Linked DNA regions of Zea mays: region 1 is linked to region 2. Evidence: chromatin contacts called from public Hi-C data. All regions are on one chromosome and are shown on one strand. The core of a region is the stretch at or near the end of the contact, and the rest is flanking DNA. Distances in the headings are between cores, read along the strand shown.

Evidence for each region. Hi-C and Micro-C count contacts between places; a contact is called where the count stands out from the background.
Region 1: a Hi-C map of leaf mesophyll shows a contact between it and region 2, with 4 times the contacts expected there. The contact joins the promoter of LOC100274487 here to the promoter of LOC100277669 in region 2. A contact is called at or near these places in 2 of 25 Hi-C or Micro-C datasets (leaf mesophyll and tassel).

What each region holds. Positions count from the first base shown.
Region 1 is chr5:58,201,367-58,204,285 of Zm-B73-REFERENCE-NAM-5.0, forward strand. It overlaps LOC100274487, which reads left to right and starts at 1,315. Exons shown (of 11, transcript NM_001353544.1): 1 at 1,315-1,622; 2 at 2,564-2,773. The coding sequence starts at 2,592.
Region 2 is chr5:57,770,347-57,773,471 of Zm-B73-REFERENCE-NAM-5.0, forward strand. It overlaps LOC100277669 (GATA transcription factor 24), which reads right to left and starts at 1,416. Exons shown (of 7, transcript NM_001151176.2): 1 at 871-1,416; 2 at 687-767; 3 at 471-583. The coding sequence starts at 1,344.

The DNA of each region.
Region 1 (2,919 bases), core at 65-2,564, 430 kb after region 2:
CTTTTTATACTGCATTATTTTCTCTCTAAAAAATCATCCCAATCCTATCCGAAAACCCCCCTCGTCGGGGCGCTAGTGGCTGGTAGGGATGGATCCGAATATTTATTCGGATATCAAATTTTTGGTCTTCTTTCTTCGATTATGAACAAATAACATATAAAATTTGTTATGTAAATTTATATTTTTGTTTTTAGCATTAAGGCTATTAATCTTCATAAAAAATAAACATTAAATTCATTCTATATATTTTTAAATAATTGATATAAACTTCGGATGTCTATTCGAATACGGATTCGGATGTTTTTTCACTTTTTTGTTGTAGGGAGAAAATAATATACATAAAAAATTATATACAAATTTATTTAAATACTTCATAATATTCTTAATAACATTGTCAAAAATTAGCTTTAAATTCTATGTATATCTATATTAAAATATTAGATTTGTGATAAAGTCGGATGTTTTAGCAACATCCTAGTGGCTGGTGCTGAAGTTGTCAGTCCGGACGATCAGGCGGCTGGCTCAGCTAGTTCATTCAAAACACAAAAGCTTGACCTGACACAAGCAACGTCTCTCTCTCCGGCATCTCTCGTGATCACGGCAGGCAGGCAGGGCATCCTGCTGCTCACGTGGCCCCGTCATTCTCCCATCCCGCGCCGACCGACACGACACTTGTCCCGAGCCACACAGACAACCCGGGGTGCGCAGCGGCTAGTGCTGGATCGGCGCCGCCCGCCAGTACCGAGGCGCAGCCGCCGCTCCTCCCGCCCTGGACGCGTACCATGGGGCCCGTTGGACCCACTAGCTCCCGCGGCGGCCCTGCCTGGCAGCCTGGGCCTAGTCAGTCAGTGTCAGTCACGCGCTCACGAGAAGCCCCCTAAGCGGCCTGGTGCTACCGACGAAGACCAGGTCCATGAGCCAAATTCCACTGACAGGTCGGACTTATCCCTCGCCAATCCACCAAGACCAGGTGCACGCGTTCCGAATCGGTAACAGCTACCTCCATGTCCATATGCCCCATGCGGCGGGGCACGCATGCCCGGAGGACGCGTCGCCGTGGATTCTATTACGATACTATCTTTCAAAAAACCCTCCGTACGACGCATTCACAGCGCCTGTACCACTGACACCGCGGGCCACCGCACCTACATACGTGGCAAGAGCGGGAGCAGGGCGAGTGGGGCCTGGCCGCCTGGGGGCCAAAAGCACCCAAAGGATAGGAAAAAAAAATCGAGATTCTTGCCTTGCCTTGCCTTGCAATTGCATTGCCTATCCCTCCATTAAAGACAAGGGAGGCAGCCAAAAGGTGACGGCACCACTAACCAAGCCAGCACCAGCGGAACTGTGCTGTGCAAGCACTCAGCTTCGCCTCCATTCCGCTCACTTCCCGCGGCCACTCCGCTCCCCAAACCCTAACGCCCTCGAGCGGAGCGATCTCTTTGCTTCGCCAGTGCCGCGCCCGGGCATGCCGCCGCCACTGGGTGGCGCGGTCAAGGCCGACTGATCCGTGCGCTTGGGAGCCGCCACCGCCGCCGCCGCCGCCGCTGCCATTCCTCCCTCGGTGCCCACTGGGGTGGAGCGGAGACTGGAGATTCTGCCGTCTGTCGCAAGTCACACACTAGGTGAGTGATCCTCGGTTTCATTGATTGCCGCAAGAGTTTTTTCCTTGTCGGAGACCAAAAAAAAAAAAAGAAAGAAAGGTTCCGCTTTGTTCTTGCCCTTGGAACGACCCGATCGAAATGCTCTTTCCTCTGTATTCCCCCCAACCACTTGAAACTAAACGTGACAAGATTTTACTAGCTGGGCTGCTGGGGGAAACGAAACGCGTGCATATGCAATGCATTGCGTCCAAGGCGCTAGCCGTCCTCATGTATCGCTCACTACTACTCGCGTCATTAGGGCATACAGTGGTGTTTAATGTGGAGTCTCTTAAGGTGTTTAAGGGGCTTATTTGCAAAAAAATCTTAGAGCCGTCTCTCCGTGAAGAGACGCCTCTGGCTCGTAAACCAAGTAGCAACAGACGCCTCACTTCCCACTGTACGAATTTGTCGTCTGTTCTATCGATCTGATGCTATACAAATACATTTAATTCTGTATTTATTAATAGACTACGTTTATAGACACTCCATTGTACAATAGAGTCTCTTAGTTGTCTCCTGTGCTTGGAGAACCGTTTTGGTGTCTCTCCACTGTACATGCCCTTAATCTGCGCCATTTTAGTACCACTGGCGCCCACCCCTGATTTAAGAGGTTCCGTAAATGCGCTCCCCCACCCACCTCCATGGGGGAGGGGGTCCCTGTGAGGCGGGCAAGCTCTGCCACCGCGGGCACCTACTGGCTGGAACAGTGCGGTGCCGCACCTTGACGTGCGCGGCAGTCAGTGTTGCCGCCTAGTCGCCGCTGTACTTCTACCCTTGGTCCTTGGACCAACGCTGCTGGCCTGGAGGCTGGAGGGGGACGTCACGAAGTTTTTTCGACTGGCCATAGTTGGATGTTTAATGTCTTTGTCTGTGCTGAATATCGTGTGTCACCTGATGCTTTCTCGCTCTGCACGTTTCCGAAGGTTTCTCGGGCGCTGACATTGTTGGAAGATGTGGAGGATCAAGCTCGCCTGTTTGCTTCTTATCTTTGTGCAAGTGCAACGAGTGGTCCTTGGAACACATGACGTGTACATCGTGGTGATGGAAGGGGATCCGGTTGTGAGCTACCGAGGTGGCGTTGACGGATTTCCGGCAACTGCTGTGGATTTGGACGAGGAAATGGACGTTACCAGGTACCTACCTACCCCTGCTGATGCTTTTGTTTTCTTTGCCATGGCTCTCAAGCATAAACGAATGCAGGACTGACTGTTGTTGGATTTCATTTCTCAAGCTCTGTTGCTGTTTGAATTCGCCTGCTGTTACTTTTCCTATTGGATCC
Region 2 (3,125 bases), core at 166-2,665:
AAGAAACACCACGTCAGCATAAATGGACAAAGCTGCTACGCAACCAAAAACCATGCAACAGTAAGAAATAATGAAAACTAGTTAATCAGGTGAGCAACTTTTTTTTTTGCAACATACATGACAACTGGTGAAAGTAGTACATACAGTCACTCATGAGTCATGACTCGAAGGATTCCTAATGACTACCAAACAATAGTCACTGCTAAAAACGAACACATAAAAATTAGGGCTCACGAATAATCAATCTATTCTAATCATAAGAACTTGGAAAATGCCATGGAGTTATGGTGTGCATCTTCCCACTTGGAACTAGTTACATTTGAACAAGGAACATGATGCCATACAATAGGGCAAATCCTTGGTTTCCAATCACAAAAATTAAGTTTATTGAGTTCCGACAAAACAAACTTAATGCCACTTCAGATAGTGCGAACAGTGTATCCAACCAAAGTTAAACAGCTATCACCAACCTAAGTGCAACTTCCTTCCGGACAGAGTATCGGATCTTCTTATCAAAGTTCCGCTCCTTCCGCTTTTCCCTAAATCTCATCAGAGATGCCACCCGATGTGGATAATTCAACCTCTGAAAGGAGAAGAGCAAATACACGCATGTGAACCATCCATTCCAGTTTGCAGTTAATATGAACATAGGCATCATACATAAATTCAACATCACTTATCCTAACCTTACTATAAGGTGCAGAGGACGACGCTCCGCCCAGGCTGCTCAGCTCCCTCCCTCCAAGCAGCAAAAGCACGGCTTGGACCTGCAGACAAAACCAACAGCTCTCATCGGTATAGCGAATTGAATTGACTACACGCAGAGAAAAACAAGTTAACATCTACAGAGAGCAGAAGAGGAGGGGGGACCTTATCAGGGGAGACGGAGTCGAACACATAGACCTCGCCCTGGAACGAGAGGGTGAGCTGGTTGGTCGCCATGGGTGGCACGGTCCCAGCCACCAACGCCGAGTGCGGGTCCATCTGCGAGACTGCGGCCGCCGCCGCCGCGGCAGCAGCATCCGCGTCCATGGGAACGTGCTCCCCACCGATGCCGCCGTGCTGACCTTCGTGCTCATCCTCGTCCTCCTCCTCCATCTCGTCTTCCTGCTCGTCCTCCTCCTCCTCTTCCTCCCCAACCTCCTGCTCGTGCCCCTGCAGCTGCTGCTGTTGTTCCGCGGCGAAGCGGTTCAATGCCTCCGCCTCGGCGGCGGCCGCCACGAGGTGCTCCACCGACGGGGCAACGGCGGCGGGAGGCGGGGCGGCGATCCCATCCGCTGGCTGCGGGTGCCGCTCGGGCCCCCGGCGCGGCTGGTATGGCTTGCTTCCGTCGTGGTGGGACATGGATGAGCGGCGGGATCGGATCGGATCGGACGATGGGATGGAGGGTAACCCTAGCCCCTAGGATTTCAATCTGGTTTCGATTTGGAGGGTGGAAAATGTCCCCGGGTTGGAGAGACGAAGACGACGTAGTAGGCGTCCATGGGTTCGGGTAGGTTTTGTGGACACACCACAGCCGTCGGATGCATTGTTTTTTTTTGTACGGTGTTCCTAGAAATAAACATAATTTCGTTTTTTAAAAATAGATTAATTTTATATCCTCCTATATTATACTCATCCCAAAATATAGTTCTAGCTCACTTTTTTATGTGCACATCATTCAATATGCAAACTACATTTATATGTTACTTAATGAATGCGTAATTAGTCTAAGGTCCCGTTTGGATCATTAGAATTGAATTCTATTATAATAATAGTAATTTAGACATATATCAATTAAGCTAATTAGGTTTTATGTAAAATATATTTATATAATATTATTAGCAAGATGTCGGAGATATTTATGTGTTATATTTTTACTATAGAGGAGTGAGACGAAGAGTGTCATGTAAGTTACAAAATAGAAACAAATTCTATTAATGCATAAAATCATTTCCCACCCTTCTCTTCATGAATTTGAGATAAGCTTATATCTGAACTTTAGAAAGTGGTGGAATATCAAATTCTAAACTAAATAAGTTATTTTATTGAGTGAATTCAATTCCTCTAAAATGAAGGAATCCAAACACCCAATAAAACGAATTATATTTTGAGACGGTGGGAGTACCAATTAAAATGTGTCGACGCTGATCTAGGCGTCAATCACTGTGGGTGTACCGTCTGGTGGTGCCCTCTGCGGCGGCACGGACGGCCCGCAACTCTGGACCGAACGGTCCTCGACCTAGGCGCAGGAGCGGCACCTTCTCTGCGTCACACCGGACGGTCCATGCTCTGAGATGGAGGGTCCGCGATGGCGCATGGTCATCTTCCTCCTTACTGGAATCTAGACCTCGCCCCTAGGGGAGATCTTAGGATGCTATGGGTTGACATGTCACCCGGGGTGTCCCCAAACGATGTGGAGTCGCCTAGGAATTAATCGACAATTGAGGTAGTGTATCTTGAATGGACAACTAGACCTTGCCACCCCCGAGAGAGGTAAGATCCTATGGTCGTTTCAGGATCGACAGGTCTCCCAAGATGGATCTAGACGACGTAGAGTCGAATAGGGGTAGAGGTGAATATGCGAAAAGCTATAGCTATAACTACGCTACATCTACTCCTATGGCATGAATGATAAAGAAAATAATTGGTTCGATTAGAATGTGTTCAGAGGTTCTCAATCGGTCGTATCCCTTCATATATATAGGGGAGGTCTGGACCGCGATAGCTAACAAATCACACATGCATAGATGAATAACCATACACCAAATAAGGATAATCGGTTAATTTGATCGCGGGGGCGCGGACTGTCCGGGCCCTAGGGCCAGATCGTCCACCACTTTTAGTGTTCAGCAAAATGTTTCGCTAATATTAGGCTTGGATCAACAACTATATCTCATTAAACCATAAAATGACTAAGCATTAAATCCTAGTTTGTTTTAGCTTATAGATTTGGATTATATAATCTAGATTATAATTTGTCGAGATTATAATCTGTATATAGTTGTTTAGTTGTCTAGATTATACGAATACATATTATTATTCTTTAAGAGACAAAGGCAGTAATACCATTATTTATGGTCGTCTTTTTTTACGATTATGGTATTCTATCGATTCACGCAACTATTTATAAAGACACAATATTA